Regions from separate parts of the Macaca mulatta genome. Here region 2 is linked to region 1. A link is a contact called in public Hi-C data. All regions are on one chromosome and are shown on one strand. Each heading gives the region's core, a stretch centred on a gene start, on an enhancer-like site or on the middle of the called end of the contact. The rest is flanking DNA. Distances are from core to core; before and after follow the strand shown. Region 1 overlaps NAV2 (neuron navigator 2). Region 2 has its middle 130 kb from the start of NAV2.

The links. Hi-C and Micro-C count contacts between places; a contact is called where the count stands out from the background.
Region 2: a contact with region 1 is called in a Hi-C map of fibroblasts, with 4 times the contacts expected there. The contact joins two enhancer-like sites. A contact is called at or near these places in 7 of 14 Hi-C or Micro-C datasets (CD4 T cells, blood, cortical neurons and 4 more).

Annotation. Positions count from the first base shown.
Region 1 is chr14:45,529,012-45,532,183 of T2T-MMU8v2.0, forward strand. The region is part of intron 5 of NAV2 (neuron navigator 2); the gene reads right to left. Among named protein-coding and RNA genes, the nearest start is that of NAV2, 180 kb to the right of the region's middle. Within about 2 kb of position 1,605, at least 3 of the 40 cell types and tissues checked have an H3K27ac peak or open chromatin away from gene starts, as enhancers often do.
Region 2 is chr14:45,836,039-45,839,210 of T2T-MMU8v2.0, forward strand. No RefSeq gene overlaps it. Among named protein-coding and RNA genes, the nearest start is that of NAV2, 130 kb to the left of the region's middle. Within about 2 kb of position 1,258, at least 9 of the 40 cell types and tissues checked have an H3K27ac peak or open chromatin away from gene starts, as enhancers often do.

The sequences.
Region 1 (3,172 bases), core at 355-2,854:
CTGGGAGGCGGAGTTTGCAGTGAGCTAAGATTGTGCCACTGCACTCCAGCCTGGGTGACAGAGTGAGACCCTGACTCAAAACAAAACAAAAAACCAAACAAACAAACAAAAACAAAGTTCACTTTTTATCCCCCCTCTGAGATAAGCATTTTCACTTTTTAATAGGGTCAAGTCAGTCATTTCTATCAAACATGGAACATAAAGGCCTCAGAGGATTCTAAACTGATAACCTTGGTGTGCATCTCTTCTGATAGGTATAAAATTGTTTGCCATAATCTGGGGTTGTAAGTATCAAGAAAAGGACAATTTATAATGGTGAGAAGGTGAATTACTACTACTCAGAACCCAACATATTTGCAATAAAAACTTAAGGTTGGTTGGAAACACTTGCCCACAAATACATTTCCCTTCAACGCCTGACGACCTGTCTCCACAGGCATTATTTTGAGGCTGAAGTACAACTTATCTGCACGGTAGATGGAAAACATCACACATTTTTCCTGTAAAACTGGTAGGAATTTGTTAGCCTAAAGACAAACACACAACATTCTCCCTTTAAATAAAACACCTCATTTTGGGTGGCTTGGGAAATAAAGTCACCATCCATAATGTGTCTAAAGATATTATGGCCCATTCACCAAAGAGTTAATGGTAAGACTCCTCAAATCAGAATTTTGGTCCAGGGAATTACTAAGCAGGCTGTTTCCAATAATTAAAGTTGAAAGATGAATAAATGATGAAATGTTTAGTTATATCTTTCAGCTGAAATCCACTTAGCTGTGTTTAAAAGCCACTGGAACCTCAACTGACTAGCATTAGATCTAGTGATAAGTCTGAATTTTCAAGCCATAAACTTTCAGCCTTCTCTTTCCATGCAAATCTGTAAGCACCAAAGAAGTCTACAGTCTGGAAGCATTTTAGATATAAGCAGGCAATCACTTTAAACTTTTTCTTGTTGGCTGGGCAAGAAAGATGGTTGTAGAGTAAACAGAGAACATGAGCTGGTGTGAGGGGACTGTAAAATTTATATAGTTAAAAAGAAGCTGGCCCAATTCCCTGACTGGGAGCTGGGAGAGAAAGAAGGGGGTTAGCTCTTCCCCCAACATGTTGCAGTGAGAATTACTTCCCACTGCACTGCAAGGATTTGTCCCTTAGTTAATTTACCCCATCTTGTTTGGAGAGGACATTCACTCCACAAAGACAGACACAGAATGGAGTACAAAATACTAGCAGTGTCAGTGCCTGTGTTTGGGGACCAGATGTGGCTAGCATATCTGGCATAGGAGGTCCAGCAGGGGGATCTTAGTACCTCTTGGTTCTGCTTCCAATGCAAACAATGTTCTGCAAGTCCTTCAAGTCAGTGCTATCTGATTACTCACATCCAATAGAAGAGCTTCTGCAGGTGAAGATCTGGACCTCCCTTGGGCTGGACTTTTTAAACCAGACATAGGCTTCGGGAATCATTATGCCCACAGATAGGCCTAGGAAAGGATTATGGACTTGTTCCAAGATGATGTCACAGCAATGGTATTAAGTGGTGTAGGGGAATGCAAGTCACAGTATTCTACCAAAGTGTGGAATTTGCAAAGGGCAGGGAAGCAAAAAGCAATGAAGAGGGGAAAGATGCATTCCTTTCAGAGTTGCTGGAGAGCCCCCACTGTGCTGACCCTAGGCTGAACCACAGCAGATTTTTAGGACAGGATAGAGGGAAGCAATCAAAGCATAGGATGGGAAAGATACAACCTTGAATCAGGTAGACAGTCTGGTCCTCTGTGAGGCACCATGGTGTAATGGATAGAATACAGGTTTTTCCATACACAAGACCCTGGAGCAGTCTCATAACTTCTCTGAGATTCATATTCCTTACCTGTAACTTTGGAATAATGATGAATAATGATTTACAGTTATACCCAATGGTTAACAAGTATACTATTGGGTACAGCTGTAAATCTGAAATGGCTTAATGTCTGGCCACCGTATGGTAGTTTCCTTTCTCTTCTTCTCCACTGAACACAGGTTCATGAAGGGACTGGACATTGGCATAAAAGAAACATGCTATGGCACAAGAAATAATTGGATAAATCAAGAAGAAAACAGATGACTCTAGGTTAAAGTATCAGAGAGAACTGGACAAAAATCAATATACAAGAGTCCGAGATGAACATTTTCAAAGAGGCAAGATAGGCTTTGGCAGGCAGGGCTCGTCATTTCCCTAGGAACATTCCAGAAGAGAAACTACTCAATCCAAATATCTGTGGCTGACTGAGATCTTACACTTGGGGTATCTGTGGGCTCCACTCTCTGGAATGAAACATCCCCGGTTTTGGACTAAGACAGTTCTGGGTTTCCCTTGGGTTGTCATGGTGAGATTCTTTTCACTGAGTCAGTGGCTAGCTGCTCTTTTGATGGGAGCAGCACATCGTTCAAATGGCTGCAGCATTGTGCCAAGCCTTCTGGAACATGGAGAAGGAGTTCTTGAGGACTACGAGGACAGCTGACAGGGTAAAGGGAGAATGGCTTGCATATAGCCATCAAAAGCCACCACAAAGCTCAAGCCAGCTCCTGTCCACCCCTGACCACTATCGCCTCCACACCTTAGACAGGACGGCTCCCTGAACTTGATCAAATCAGAAAACTGGATGGAGATCATGTACTTTTTCCCACCATTCAGAGAGAATCTATGTTAACTCTGTAGTTGAACACTTAGGTTCTGTTGTAAATGGGCTCAGATCGTTGCTTGCTCCAAAGTAAGCCCCCTCGGTCTGACATTTTCAACAATATTTGGTTCACAAACAAAGGCCGTAATGACTGTGTGGCAGGTGGGAAGAAAGAAAAAAAAGCTAAGCCTGGACTCACCCAGGAGGGAACCAAAACATCTCTTGGGATGATGAGCCCATCCACAAACTGAACTAATTCAGACTGAACTTACAAGTACTGGAGTTCAAGGGCAGGATTTCAAAGCCAAAGGTGACCACGAGAACCTGAGATACCCGAGCAAACCTGGGAGGCCACTGGACTTTCTACAAACTGAAAGAGGCAGAGCTAGAATGCTCAATCTTACCGAGATCTCAAAGGGCTTGTCGACCCCAGCTGACATCTAGATTACACATGTATTGATAAAATACATGACGTTCAGAAGGTATTCAGAGAAGGAAATGAAAATCTCGGAGGT
Region 2 (3,172 bases), core at 8-2,507, 310 kb after region 1:
TGCTGCAGCCCAGTATCCTGCGGTCTCTCCATAGGCTGCTGACATTACAATTCACCAGTGCAAATGAGAGCAAGCCCAGAGCTCCGGAGGAGAAACACGAAGTTGCAAGTTCTTTTCCTCCAGCTGCCACTGGATGCCAGGCCACATTGAACATTTCGTCTTTGGATGGCGAGACAGCCGGGAGGAAAATTGAAATGTCTGCACAGTGTTGTGTACACTGCATGACAGTGTCTTTGAAAAGCACATCTCATTGGGTGCACACATGTTTGCACACAGACATGGTTTATTTTAATGGTGTATTCAAAGCAGGGAGTAGGCTGTAGCAGTCATTTTACTGGCATTGATTTCTGTGGGAAAAAAAAGGAAGGCTGTCAATTTATCACTGTAGGAAAATCAATGAAATTTGAGCTTATTCCAAATAACTATGAAAGGGGTGGTTAAGGGAGAGATCAGTGATGAATGTAGCCCTTCCTCAGATGTCCTGACTCCTGGACTCCTAGGAGCAGAGCCTAGCAAAAAACTGCTCATTACAGGCAAATCTCAAATTCAGAATGTGATCAAGCCACTACCAAAGCTCTCGCCAAAGGACTCTTGGATGAAGAGGGAGGAGGGGACCTTTAATTGTGGAACAAATGGGAATCTGAATGATTTGAAAGATTAGGGAAACAGGAGAAGAGGACTTCCAGGGATTTCCAGGCAGTGTGGAGTAGAAAGAAAAGCATGGGCTTTAAACTCAGCCACTGGGCTTTACAGATTTGGTTGATGTAGGCGTAAACATATGTAAAAGGACAGCCATGGAGCCTGGCAACATACTGGGCACAGACTAGGCGGCCGTGCCATTATTACCTTTTTCTGGAGAGGGGGCAGGCAGGGTCTTACTCTGTCATCCAGACTGAGTACAGTGGCTTGATCTTGGCTCACTGCAACCTCTGCCTCTCGGTTCAAGTGGTTCTCCTGCCTCAGCCTCCCGAGTAGCTGGGATTACAGGCATCTGCCATCACGCCAGGCTAATCTTTGTATTTTTTAGTAGAGGTAGGGTTTCACCATGTTGACCAGGCTGGTCTCGAACTCCTGACCTCAGGTGATCCTCTGATTCTGCCTCCCAAAGTGCTGGGACTACAGGCTGAGCCACCACGCCTGGCCCAGTGTGATTATTAGTTTTGCTGCTCACTGGCCGTGTGGTTCTGAGCAAGTCACCCGACCTCTTTGAGCCTCAGGCTTACCCTCTGTGACATGCTCCTGCAGAGCCCGGTGGGAGGTACAGAATAGCACACGGTAGGCACTCAAGCAGCGGCGGACCTCCCCGCCCCCTGATTTCTAGGGGACCGCACGAAGGGAACTGACTTTTGGCTCCGGATTAGAGGGCAGGTCCGGACACTCACGCCCCACCCCACCCCTCAGCCCCTCTCGCTTAGTCTGGTGAGGCACCTCACGCAGTTGCTCCTCCAAATGGAAAAAGAACACGACGCCCAGATCAGAGCTCTGCCAAGAGTCTCCTTAGAAAGGCCCGGCAGCCAGCACTCTGCCGACGGCCTGCCAGGGCCCGACTGGGTGGTGAAAATAAAATTAACAGCTAATGAGCCGCTTCCTGAAGCTTCAAGGAAGAGCTAGTGTCAGCCAGCGCAGGGTCTCATTTTTTGAGCAATTAGAGGAAAAGCAGAATTCTGTCTTGTGAGCATCACCAGATATTCCTGTCCACACTGGGGGGAAGATTCGAGAAGAAAGGCTGATCCCAGCCTCAGCCCATTCCCCCAGAGAGTGCCCCACCCTCAAGGATCACTCAGGCTGTGCCCTGAAATGTGCTTATGCTGCCCCCTTCTGGTGGCCATTGTCACTGCACTCCCCAAGGCCCCGGCCACAGAATGGGTAGGTCAGGCTTCTTACAGCCGCTCATCTTCCCTGGAGGGGTAGGGGTGGAGGGTTCGGGCGGGGACGGGCTCCTGCGGCCCCAAGGGCTCCTGATTGCAGAGGCTGCAGCTGGCCTCCGTGTGAACAGCTGAAGACAGGGAATGTCTCTAAAGAACGATATTACAGTAGCAGCTAATATTTATTTCTTCAATATTTAGTTTATTAAATATATTTACTTTGCTTTAATTAATTGATTTGCTTAATATTTACTTGCAAGGTTCCAGGCCCCATGCTAAGCATTTTTCCTGCTTTACCTCCCTTAACTCTGTCAATAACCCTGTGAGGTAGTTATTCCTATTCTCTTCATGTTACAGGAGGAGCCTGAAGCTCACGCATGCTGAAGTTCATACATCTGGTAACTGGCAGAGCCCACATTTGAACCCAGGCAAGTTTAACTCCAGATCTTCCATTGTAGTAGTGGTTCTCCAACTTTTGGGGGCATGTGCACTGCTTGGGATACATGTTAAAATGCCCCATAGACCCAGGATTCAATGGGTCTTGGGTAAAGCCCAGGACTCAGCATTTTAACAAGCACATTGATAAATTCTGGTGTAGCTGATTAATGGATGCTACTTCAAGATTTACTGCAGCCCACCAGGTGCATCCTGATCCAAGGGCTCAAATAGCAACCAGGATGTTCATTTTACTTTACAGTTGTTACAGACAAAAATCAACTCTGGTCTATAAAGGTCCCTCTGCATCAAAAGGAGACCATGACTAAATTTCACTCTCAGCCTCAATATTCACAAAGATCTAGCCTAACTGTAATGGAGCTCCGACTCCTGAGTCCTGGCACCAAACTCTGTATGACTGGTAGAGCTGCATCTGGAGAGAGAGACTAGGGAAGTAATGGAGAGCTGGTAGGGAGGGTGTGGTCCTGACTATTGGGCAGGCTTGGGAAATTCACTTCTTATCCCTGGTCTTGGTTTGTCCATCTAAGCAATGAGAAGATTTTGGATCTTCTCTAAATTTTGAAAATTCTATCTGTCCACAATCCAAACCTTTGTATTTCTTTGGTTTCCCGAGAGCTCTCATAGCAATCAAATTGAGCTATCCAGTGTCCCAGCGTCTGCTTTCTGATAGGTCCAGATGTTAAGTTAATAAGGGCTCTGCTGGTAATGTATTTAATATCTTCTCTAGGTAGGTGAGGTGTCTTGGCAGGGCCCACTCCACGGTTCGAAGGTGACATTATTTTAGGACCCACAGAAAACTCGTGGGATTAGATAGATAGACAGAGATTCCTTGACATCCCACTGATCACACC